2 separate regions of the Neogale vison genome follow, and region 1 is linked to region 2. A link is a contact called in public Hi-C data. All regions are on one chromosome and are shown on one strand. The core of a region is the stretch at or near the end of the contact, and the rest is flanking DNA. Distances in the headings are between cores, read along the strand shown.

Region 1 (6,100 bases), core at 3,297-5,796, 200 kb after region 2:
ACGTTCATGTTCAGCTTTCAGTTTATCCAAGACCCAGGCATACTTGAAGGAACCCTTTCCCTTCTCGGCAGCCTCCTTCTCAGATTTTTTGATAGTTCTTTTGTCGATCTCACCACATTTGTAGATCAGATGGCCAGGAGTAGTAAACTTGCCCGAATCTATGTGTCCAATGACGACGATGTTAATGCGAGTCTTTTCTTTCCCCTTTTGGTTTAGGTTGAGCAGTGGTTTTCACAACACCGGTGTCCTGGCAACAAACCCGTTGTGAAAAAGCCCAAATGTAAGTCTTTGCATTTATCTCTGTTAAAACTCGGTCCTTACTGAGGTGCCTGGGTGGCTCAGTGGATTAAAGCCTCTGCCTTCAGCCCAGGTCGTGATCCCAGGGTCCTGTCCTGGGATTGAGCCCCACATCGGGCTCTCTGCTCAGCAGGGAGCCTGCTTCCCCCACCCCCCGCCCCTTTTCTCTCTCTGCCGGCCTCTCTGCCTACTTGTGATCTCTGTCTGTCAAATAAATAAAATAAAATCTTAAAAAAAAAAAACAAAAAACAAACTCGGTCCTTATCATTACAGCCCACACAGTTCTGTTGAATGTGATAGATTGTGACAAAGGCTTCAGGATTACTAATAAAATCCAACATAGTTCTCATACCTCCCAGCCTGCTGATATCTGTAAATTGACCTTACCACAACTCTAATATGCATTTAATAGCTATGCTAAGGGTTTAAAAATACTTTTTCATCTAATCTTCCTTGGCCACGTCTTTTCAACCTTGCCTTTGCATACTTACCTGGCAGGGGAGATACTATGATCACGAAGGTGGTTTTCCCAGGGCGAGGCTTATCCATTGCACTCCGGATGTGCTGACCCCTGCGATTTCCCCAAATGTGGGAAACTCGACTGCATAATTTGTGGTAGTGGGGGACTGCGTTCGTGCTTTCCCCTGGTAAAAAAAAAAAAAAAAAAAAAAAAAAAAAACCACCTAAGATCTTTACAGAGACACAATAGCCAAAACCCCATCTGACAACATTGTCACGGTGTTGCTGTAGAGGTGGTTTTGGAGAGCAGTAGCGAGACCCACTGCTGCCATGTTCTGCTGCAGTGGAAGGACAGGATCTTAGTGGGTGCCACACACTGCCCCATAAAGGTGACAATTAGCTGCTAATTTTTACTTTTAGATATGGCCATATAATCAGTTTTGAATCAAAATAAATCCTCCAACCCACATTTCTTCTTTCTCATAGTGTGTGAAAGAATGTCATGAAAGACTTGGTAAAATTTGTTCTCTTGGGCACCTGAGTGTCTCAGTTGGTTAAGCCTCCGGCTCTTGATTTCAACTCAGACCATGATCTTGGGGTAATGGGATCCAGCCTCATGTCGGGCTCTGCACTGGGCATGGAACCTTCTTAAGATTCTCTTCCACTTCCTCTGCCCCACTACCCCACTGCCCCACACTCTCTCTCTAAAAGAAAAAAAAAATTGTTCTCTTGGAATTCTTTTTTATCGTTATCAAAAATAAGGGTATCTTTCTGAAATGTTTGCCCTGGGAGCAGCTTTCTAGCTATGCCACTACCAGGGATCACATAAAGAGCTAAAAAAATTCTCTACAGGGTGAAAAGAGCTCAACATTCGAGGGGAATATTGACTTAAAAATCATACTGTCTTAGTGAGAAGAGAGGTTTCCACTCTCTGAATGACCCTAAACAAGTCACTTTATCTCTCTGGGCAGGCAGATAAATTTCTCAATTCTATAAACCTAAGAATTTTTCTTTTCTTTTCAGTTCACCTGTCTTCCATATCCAAATCACTTTTATTAAAAAAAAAAAAAAAAAAAAAGTCCCTTTGTAGAGGCTGCTTTCTGGCAAACAGGATTGAGCAATGGAATGTAGAGAAGGTCCAAAATAGCCAGAGGCCCTAACTGACCAATAGGCTATTTACATGTAGGCACAATTACCAAGAAAAGGAGAATTCCATATGTTGCCATACCTCTTTATCTTCCCCCTTTGAAAAATGGCCCCCACCCACTACCTGGTTGCAGACAGCCCCTCCATGGCTATCCTGCACACAGCTCCCTCTGTGTGTATTCGGTAAACTTCTATCTCCTTTGTTCTGCATTGGGTGAACTCTTTCGCCTTCTGAGCCCCTGGATCCCACCTGATCTTCACCCTGCATTTCGGGGCCCCCATCCTGTCAAGAGACACCCATTTAGACACCACACCTTCCCCCACAAGGAATTCTGAATATTCACTTTTTCCTTCCTGCAAACAGGCAGTGGCTGGTAACAGGCACCATGTCTGGTTGAATAAATAAGTATTATAAAATATAGAAATATAAAATTATAGATTATAGCAATATAGAAATATCGCTCATTGCAGTGAATACCTCTGCACTGTTTCAGAGCTCATAAAACAGGCATTTTTTTTCTCACAAAAGCGAATGTTTCCATTTCCACAATTCAGGTAGATGATTGTAATCTTAGCTGTGACATGAAGGACAACTCTGCCATTTTATCTTTTTTGTGTGGGTCTGTGTTCTGGTTTCTACTCCAGTAACAGTTTTCATTTTCAGGAAAAGGGAACTTGCATGGTGGTTGTTGGCTTGTGATCTCGGCCTTTATATTCTAAGCAGATTTTAGATTTGCCATTGACTCACAACTATTTTTGATTCCTTTTTAGATATTAAAAATAAGGAGTCTCCAGCATATTTTGCTTGTAAAACAGTAGCCATAGGAACGCAATTTTCCCTCCCTCTTATGAGAAAACGTAAATCCCTCCCTCTTATGAGAAAACAAGAGCTGTAGTTCACTATTTACTTTGAAGGAGTCAGTATGAATTCAAGTCATTTCCTATCCTGCTATCATCTGCTCAAAGACCTTTTGCAATGGGTCTTATGTAAGATGGAATGCAAGAGTTGCATTGGTGAGTTGGTTTAAAGAAATCATTAAATTCCAGTTAGACCTGAATCTCAGCATCATTTGTGAATAGAGAAACAGGTATAAATGCATCAAATGTTTCAGAGAGAGACATTGGGGAGGGTATGTGCTTTTGGGTAAATTGGAAGGGGAGGTGAACCATGAGAGACTATGGACTCTGAAAAACAATCTGAGGGGTTTGAAGTGGCGGGGGGGGGGGTGGGAGGTTGGGGTACCAGGTGGTGGGTATTATAGAGGGCACGGCTTGCATGGAGCACTGGGTGTGGTGAAAAAATAATGAAAACTGTTTTTCTGAAAATAAATAAATTGGAAAAAAAATGTTTCAGAGAGAAAGAGGGCTAATAAGTGAGAAAGACCGTACATAGTTGGGTCCCAGGCTACTCCTTTGGACTCATCTTTTTCCACTGCCCTCTCCTTCACTGTCCTCCAGACCACATTGACCTCTTTCCTGGTCCTTCTCAAGCTCATTCCTTTTTCAGGGTCTTTGCCTTTGTTAGTCCCTCCGCCTGAAACTCTCTTCTCATGTAGTCACACGACGGGCTCATTTTCATCCTTCACATCTCTGCTCAGATGTCACTTATTCTGAGAGGTCTCTCCTGGCCACCCTCACTAAAATAGTACACTGCTTCCTCACTTTCTACTCCTTTACTTTGTATTATTTTTCTTAAGTGCAATTATATACTGGTATATGATACAAAGTATATTTGTCACTTTTATCCGAATATATGCTCCAGTAGAGCAAGTAGAATGCGCGTTGCAATTACATAGCAGCAACCTCGGAGCCCTTGCAGCCCAGCACCTGGTAGATGCTCTGCGAATATTCGTTGAACGAATGAATGGGGCTTTGGGGAGGCGGTGGGCTCTTTCTCCTCATTCGCTGGGTCTCGTCGCCAATCGGCAAGCAGCTGGGCGCCTCGTCCCACCCTCCCCCTTTTCTTGGATTGGAGCCAGGCGCTCGGGATTGCACCTGCACAAAACAGCGCCTGTCAATGTTGCCCCAACCCTCGGCGCCACTTCCCCTCGGCCTAGAGGCCTGGACTGGGGAAGAACAGGTTTGCCGGACGCGAACGTGGAAGCGAAAGCAGAAGAGGAACCAACAGCAGGGCACGGGAGGATGGCGCTGTGGCGCCAGGCTGCGTGCAGGGGGCGCCTTCCCGACCGGGCTGACTCATTCCCAGCCGCCTCCACGGCGGGCGGCGGCCACACACACGCCCTTCTGGGGAGGGCCCGGCGCCGGGCTCCTGGGGACTGTGGGGCCCAGGTAGCCAGCTCCGGCTCCATTTCCCACGCGCGTTCTCCCGGGGGACGGCACGGGACTCTCCGCGCGCTCCCGCCAACTTCCCGAGAAGCCCAGGTTGTGCACAGCCTGCCTCTGCCTGCCCTGCCTGGGAGAAGGGCAGCGCGGCGGCTCGGCGCACGCACGCACGCGCAGTCGGGGGAGGAGGTGCGCGGTTGGGTCCCGCCCCCGCCGGTCCCGCCCCCGCCGGTCCCGAGGGTCCGCCTCAGTCAGCAGTGAACCGTCCGCCTGAGTGGAGGCCGACGCCGACGCAAATAGAGCTTCCGAGTCAGTGTCGCCTGAGGCACTGAGAAGATGGGGTGGCCCGGGAGAGGGCGGAGACGACGCCTGTGACGACAGGCTTCCTGGCTGCCCAAAGTGGGAGTGGTGTGCGCTGGAGGAAGGAGAGAGGAAGAGAAGCCGAAGGGGGTAGCGGCGGCCGCGGCCAACGGCTTCCCTCAGCTCTGACAGGCTGGGCCGGCGCCCGGCGCGCTCGGGAGCTGGTGCCGCCGCCTCGGCCGCTCGGCCCCCGGGCCCGGACTCGCGGCGCGCATCGGGGCGGAGAGCTGCTCGCGGGGACAGGCCCGGGGCTCACCGCCCAGGGATGTGAGTGGGAGCCGACTCGGCGCGGGAGGGCCCGGGAGGGCCCAGCCTGGCGGACGCCTGGACCCCTGCCCACGCCGGGGGCTCCGCGGATCTCGGCCCGCCGCGGGCGCTGGTCGGAGCAGTCCCTGCGGGCCTGGGGGCGCGTGCTCGCCGCGGGATCGGTGCAGCTGGTGCGTGCGATCGCTGCTTGGCCTCCGGGTGGGGAGGCAGCGGGCGTCGGTACACCTCCCTCCCACCCTCTAGCCGCCGCTCTGCCCCTGCTGGGGCAGTAAAGTTCTCGGCAAAAAGCCTTCCTCGCGGGAGGGGAAGCCGGCAGCGGCGTGTTTCGCTGTTTGCATCCCTGTGTGCCTCGTATCCGCCTTCCCTCTCCCCTGACTGCTCTTTAAAATGTTCTAGACGTCGGGATGGCCGAGAGGAGAGCATCTATTTCCCCGGGATTTCTGCGGTAATAACGGTTGCTGCTTTTTTTTAGGTTTCAGAACCTGGCGAGGGAACAAGATGTGAACTGTTGCGCTCCTGAAGAAAAAGGCCCTTCCTCCCCTTCTCGCGAAGGTGGGTTTGCGATCCTGGCGGCGGGGCTGTGCGGCGGCGGGGAAGGCGAGTGTGGGGAACCCGGAGTGCCTGCGTAGGACGGCCGGGAGCGTGTGTCGACAGGCCGGGCTCCTTGTGGTTTGGCCTCTGAAAATGGCAGCGCCGAACTTAGAATGTTGGTCCGGGAGGGCGATTCGGGGGTGTTTACTGTTGCCCGCTCGGATCCTTTAAGAGATACCGCTGCTTCTTTCTCCTCTGATCATACAAGTAACAAGGCTTTGCAGAAGAAGCGTCGCCAGTGACTCTTTCTCCTCGAGCAGCCAGAGATTGTTAATCTTTCAAGGAGGAGCGTTTTCAAGGAATAAGGGATACCAAGTGAGAGAACACGTTAGCTCTTCGTGCTGGGCTTTCTGCTACCACGCTGAGTGCTTCCTGGGTGGTTTTATCTGCCCAAGTTTGCTGTGTCGGTTGAATGTACCCACTTTGCTTTCCGGTGGTGGTTAATCCGTCAGGAGAGATTCCTTTTCTTTGAATGAAAGGACAGAAGCGGCTGAGTATGTCATAGAGGGAAGGAGAAATGTGGAGAAGGAAAACTAGAAGTGGGAATTAGAGAGATGACAATTGCTTTTGGTTTCTTAATAGGTTGTACAAGTGAGTCGTTGCTAATGCAGATATTCTGTGCAACACCCAGCACATTTGAAGATGAATAATCACCTTTTGACCTGTCTTTCCCCACCCCACTCACCTTTTATCACGA
Region 2 (6,164 bases), core at 768-3,267:
TAATTAAAATGAGATGATACACAAAGAAGTCCACTCCTGGCATGATGGTTCCCATTTTTTTTTTTTTTAAGATTTTATTTATTTGCCAGAGAGAAAGAGTACACACAAGCAGGCAGAGAGGCAGGCAGAGGCTTCGAGAGAAGCAGGCTCCCCACCGAGCAAGGAGCCGGATTCGACACTCTATTCTAGGACCCTGGGATCATGACCTGAACCAAAGGCAGTGGCTTAACCAACCGAGCCACCCAGGCGTCCCGATGGTTCCCATTCTTGCTTTGGAACATGCTACTGCAGGATTGCATGGAGGCACCGAGGTTCAGGAGCTTTCAATACATCAGGACACACTGCCAATTTCCTGAAAGGCAGTCTTAAGAAATGGAAAAGGCAATAATATCAGTGGATTACCCACCACTCTCAATAGACTTCAGGGCTAATAACATGTCACTCTATGGGAGTGCAGACCTCCCCAGTGTTTCCCTATAACTGAGTCTTATCTACACAAGCCTTGCTACCTTGGCTAGTCTTTTTTTTTTTTTTTTTTTTTTTAAAGATTTTTATTTGCTTATTTGTCAGGGAGAAAGAGAGCAAGAGAGCACATGCAGGGGGAGCTGCAGATAGAGGGAGAAGCAGGCTCCCTGCAGAGCAAGGAGCACCATGTGGGACTGGATCCCAGCTGAGCTGAAGGCAGACACTCAACCAGTTGAGCCACCCAGGTGCCCCACACACCTTGGCTTATCTTACTCAATCTCTAACCCTTGCAGATCACTGCCCCTTACCCTGAAAAAGTTCTGGAACTCACGATCTGGTGGCATTATCCAAGAACGATTGCAAACCCAGGTTGTAACGGTATTGGATTCATAAGTTTGCAGTCAATTTGATACATGTCAGTGCATCTCTGAAGCTTTTTTTTTTTTTTTTAAGATTTTATTTATTTATTTGACACACAGAGAGAGACAGAGAGAAGGAACACAAGCAGGGGAAGTGGGAGAAGGAGAAGCAGGCTTCCCGCTGAGCAGCAAGCCTGATGTGGGTCTCAATCCCAGGACTCTGGGATCATGACCTGAGAAGAAGGCAGATGCTTATGGCCTGAGCCACCCAGGCGCCCCTCTCTGAAGGTTTTGAGCAGAGGAGTGATATAATCCAATCTTTGGTAAGATTCTGGTATAAAGGATTAAAAGACAGCAAAGAGGCTAATGCGGAATCTGTGTGTATGTGTGCGCGTGTTGTTATCACAACTATCCGTTTTGAGGCCTGCGGGATGGGAGAAACTGATTTGGCGGAAGCGCTGTGCACGTAAAGGACGGCTGTGAAAGGGGCGCATCTTGGTATCTCATAATAAAGTAAGCAATGGCCTGGTATCGCAAGACTCCGGTCCCCATGCATAGGGCCACGCCACCTGTGCAATATTCCTCCCGTCCTTCCTCCCGTGTAAGGCGGGAATGGGTGCACCTCGCGGGGTGCAGCTGGGAGCGAGGGGACCGCGCCGGCTGCGCGCTCAGCACAGAGACCGCAACAGGATAACGCGCTAATCCCACCTCCTCCAGCCCGAAAAAGGCGGGGGAGATAATACTAGGTACATCCAGGGTTTGCTAAGTACTGAGGATAAGTACCCCGCCTGTAGTGGGCACCAACCCCAGCCCGTCGCCCCCCCGGACCCCACGCGTGGAGAGAACGCACAGAGACTCTCCGGTAAGGGTTGCTCCCGCGCTTGGCTAACGAGCTGCCCCCGCACGCGCTCCCTCCCGCCGCTCGCTGTTGCCGGGGCCCAAGCACCGCCCCACTGCAGCGCGAGCCAATGGTAGCGCGGCCCGGGCACCGCCCAGCTCCAGCGCGAGCCAATGACGACGTCTCACGGGCACCGCCCTGATCCTGCGCGGACCAATAGCGGCGAGACCTGGCGCGGGAGTCGTCCCCGGTCGGGTGGGGAGGCGGGGAGACGGCTACCGACTCCGCCCCTCTCCCCTCTGACCCGGTGTCTCGTCTCTCCGTCTTCCTGTTCCAAACCACGTGGACGCGCCGGGGGCTGCAGGGCTACGGTGAGGAGCCCGGGTCACCCCCGCCGCTGTCGCCGCCGACGCCGGGGTCGCGACCTCCGCGCCCGTCCGAAGTCGCCACGCCCCGGCCGCCCGCGCTTTTGCGGAGGGCGCGCACATGGCGACTCAGGCGCACTGCCTCAGCTACGCGGGCTGCAACTTCTTGCGCCAGCGCCTGGTCCTGTCCACCCTGAGTGGGCGCCCCGTCAAAATCCGAAAGATTCGGGCCAGAGACGACAACCCAGGCCTCCGAGGTAACTCGGGGCGGGCAGTGCGCGGGGTGGGCGCGGGGGCCGCGGGAGTGCGGCGCCGATGCCCTGGGGGCGGTGCGCGGGGAGCCTGCGCGTCCCGCGGGCGCGTCCCGGAGGCCGAGCGCGGCGTCGCCCCCACGCCCGAGCGCGCCGGGGACTGAGGGGGGAGGCGGGGTCGGGCCCGAGGGGTGTGCTCTGGCGCGCGCTGCGCTGGCGTCGCCGGGCGCCGCTAGTAAACAGCTACACGTTTTCCAGCGCTACGTGTCGCAACGAACCCCGGGCATCTCCCCTCGCCTGCCTGCAGTCCCTCTCGCTCGCGCCGCGAGCCTCTCGGAGGATAAAGGCACTTTGCTGCACCGGAATGTGGCGATTGGGCAGATAGAAGATGGAGAGAGAATTGGAGAGAAAAGTACCCCTGGTTGGTTCCGTGCCCTGCCCCAAAACACGTCTCAGAAGCCGTTGCCCCCTCGGACATCGGCTGTCTCTGTCCCCCTGCACACCTCTCCCTGGGTGTGGAGTAAAGAAAAAAAAAAAAATCAAAATTCCGTGTTTGTTTTTAGCCGTAATTGGCATATGCGCAGGACAGAAGCTTTGTGATGATTTTATTTTCTTTAAATCATAGGTCTGATTGCTTTGACTTTAGTCACATTTGGTGACAAGCGTTAAACGACAGCTTTCCAAGCTTTGCCCGACAAAGGCGCATCGATGGAAAAATAGGCCCTGTTTAAACGCACATGGAGTTCAGTGGTGCCGGTTTTAAACTGGCCCCCTGAAACAAGACGCATGCATTCGAAAGCTTCTGTCTGGTTATCCCAAATCGGGAGATTTCACTCGAAGCAAATAAGGAAAAACCTACCTGCAAATGGAAGGAGAGGGTTTGTGGTTGGTCTTGGAGGCTTTGTCGGTCCTGTTGAAGTGTTTACTTTGGCCCTGAGTTCTGTGCCAGGTGGCCGGCCCATTTCGTCATCTGTCTGAATGCATGTTCTGGAGCGTCGCATCCCAGCCTCTCTTGAATGGTGATGGGTGGCCCACGAAGGGAAAATGCTATGTCATTGATGGAGATAGCCCGTTAGGAAAGAAAGACCCTCCATACCTGGTGACCGTGGGGAGGGCTTGTGCTGGTGCATGATTCTTCTCCTTACCTCTCAGAAACGCTGAGGAAGGGAAGAAGGGACGCCTAGCACGGTCTGCCGGGTGCTCTCCACATTGTCCTTATTCTGAACTGGCCTGGGCAAAGCAGTTGCTTGGTCGCTCTGCTCTGTGGCATTCTCATCCAGCTCTCCCCTTCACCTCCAGTTTACTGTAGAGAATTTGCCATTCGCCAGATATGGTTAAGACAGGCTTCTGCCTCTGTGAACGGTGCGCATAGGTTTTTGGTTTTTTTTTAAAAGATTTATTTATTTATTTATTTATTTAATTATGTGACAGACAGAGATCACAAGCAGGCAGAGAGGCAGGCAGAGAGACAGGAGGAAGCAGGCTCCCGGGGCTCCATCCCAGAACCCCGGGATCACGACCTGAGCAGAAGTCGGAGGCTTTAACCTGTTGAGCCACCCAGGTGCCCCTGGGCATAGGTTTCTTTGGTTGTTTGTTTTTTTTAAAAGCAATATAAGTACTTTGGCCTGGAAACCTGGGATTTCTGTGGGAAATTTAGTGCTTGTAAGATACAGTTTAGTGTTTGTCTTTTGAAGGTGGTCTCCAGACTAATATTTAGTGTTCTGAAGGATGCTTTGCCACCACCCCCCCCCGCCCCCGCCATCCACTGTGTGTGAACATCTCTTTACTGCCACACACGCAAACTCTCATTTCTTCCAAGAGGGCTTGGCCGCTTGGCACTTCCCTGAAAGGATGCCAGGCTCCACTGCTTGGGGGAGGTTGTGCTCATTGGCAGATTGTGTTGGTATTTTATGGGGAGCATTACGTGAAGCATTACATCAAGGGGAAAAAATTAATACTTCAAGAGGAAAAAAACAGGCTCCTGATTTAGATCTTCTTGTGCTGGTTTTAAGTCCTTAGAAATCTTGTAGGTGTTCACTTAATTTCTTCTAGAGGGCTGGCCTGGATGGCTCAGATGGTTAAGTGTCTCTCTTGGGCTTGGGTCATGATCCCAGGGTCCTGGGATCGAGTCCTGCAGTAGGCTCCCTGCTCAGCAGGGAACCTGCTTCTCCCTCTGCCTGCTGCTCCTCCCCCTGCTTGTGTGCTCTCTCTCTCTCTCTGACAAATAAAATCTTTAAAAAAAATTTCTTCAAGAGCAAACAGATATTTGTATGCATATATATGCATTCATAGTTATACATACATGTATGTATGTGTATGTACATATATACATAAACACACATACATGTTTATGTGTATAAATCTCTGTGGCCCCTGCTACATGGTATGTGGTCATAGTCAAGTGAATCCTCCGTAGTTTGTTTGAAGATGTAGCCGGTTGGGGGGGGGGAGTGTGCTGCCAGTCATCTCTCCCTTTCTGACTCAGATTCTGAGAATTGGAAAAAACTCGGAGCATATCCAATAAAATCTTCAGCTTAAGTATAAAAATTGCATCTCTCCAAGGTGCTTGCTTAATCATTCCTCCTGGTGTGGGATCTGGAGAGTGGGGGGTGTGGAGGCCTTTTGCCTCAGGGGCAGTGGTTCAGAAAAGGTTACTGAGCCCCAGTTTGTGCAAGCCTTTGTGGGACTGTAAACATGAGAAGCGGGTTGCCCCACTTCTGGAGGAGCTTTCTGAGTAGGAAGTGCTTGAGAGAGTAGCTTGAGTAACGTCGAGTAGGAAGAGCTGAATGTTACAGAGGGACTCCAGGGACTTGGGGCAGAGGCTTCCTGGGGGTTAGGAAGGAAGACTTTCTGGGTCTGCTTGTGGTCTGGACAGATACCATGATGGACTGTTGCTGAAAGGAACAGCTTGTGAGTCAAAGAGTTCTTTATTTATTATGTTGAGGTAAAATCCTTAATTTCTTATGGTTGTAGTAGCTTGGTGGTTCCGAGCTTGGTCTCAGAGTTAGACCTTGGTTTGAGTCTTGGTTCTGCTTTTGCTATTAGCTCTTGGACCTTGGGCAAATTCTTTAACATTTCTGAGCTTCAGTTTTTTTGTGTTTTTTTTTTTGTTTGTTTGTTTATAAAGTGAGGACAACATTACCAACTTCACTGGGTTATTGTAAAGATTAAATGAAATAAAACTTAAAGTACACAGAACAGTGGCGGGCTTGCGTGAAATACAAATGTTAGCTGATTTTGGAGTGCCTGGGTGAACTATTTGGTTAAATGTTCCACTCTTGCTTTCGGCTCAGGTCATGATCTCAGGGTTCTGAGATTGAGTCCTCAGCAGGCTCTGTGCTCAGCAGGGAGTTTTCTCCCTCCCCTGCCCTCCTTGTGCACTGTCTCTCTCTCATATAAAAAATAAATAAATCTTTTAAAAAAATGTTATTAACTGGTTTTATTATTATTTTAACTTTTTTTTTTAAGATTTTATTTATTTCTCAGAGAGAGAGAGCACAAGCTGGGGAAGCAGCAGGCAGAGCAGGCAGAGGGAGAAGCAGGCTCCCGGCTGAACAAGGAGCCTGATGCAGGACACGATCCCAGGACTCAGGGATTATGACCTGAGCTAAAGGCAGATGCTTAACTGACTGAGCCACACAGCCACCCCAGTTCCTGCTTTTATATGGAAACCTCACATATTTAAAGAGAATTATGCCTTCTTTTTGTCCTCTCTTTTCAGTCTAAAGTTTTCCTTTTGGGTGATGTCTTCCAAATATTTGTGTGTATTATGTATAATGTAGTGGTTTTCAAGCAGGGCAGTTCTGCTCCCCGCAGGGACATTTGGCAGTTCTGGGAGATATTTTTGGTTGTTACAACTGGTAGGCTGCTCCTGGCATCTTGTGGG

The links. Hi-C and Micro-C count contacts between places; a contact is called where the count stands out from the background.
Region 1: a Hi-C map of fibroblasts shows a contact between it and region 2, with 6 times the contacts expected there. The contact joins the promoter of JAK2 here to the promoter of RCL1 in region 2. A contact is called at or near these places in 2 of 3 Hi-C or Micro-C datasets (fibroblasts and muscle).

Annotation. Positions count from the first base shown.
Region 1 is chr9:96,459,969-96,466,068 of ASM_NN_V1, forward strand. JAK2 (tyrosine-protein kinase JAK2) reads left to right here and starts at 4,547. Exons shown (of 25, transcript XM_044265992.1): 1 at 4,547-4,982; 2 at 5,285-5,364. It overlaps LOC122917930 (a small nuclear RNA gene), which reads left to right and starts at 781; the gene lies at 781-944. It also overlaps the pseudogene LOC122916791.
Region 2 is chr9:96,267,094-96,273,257 of ASM_NN_V1, forward strand. It overlaps RCL1 (RNA 3'-terminal phosphate cyclase-like protein), which reads left to right and starts at 2,018. Exons shown (of 9, transcript XM_044265991.1): 1 at 2,018-2,284. The coding sequence starts at 2,149.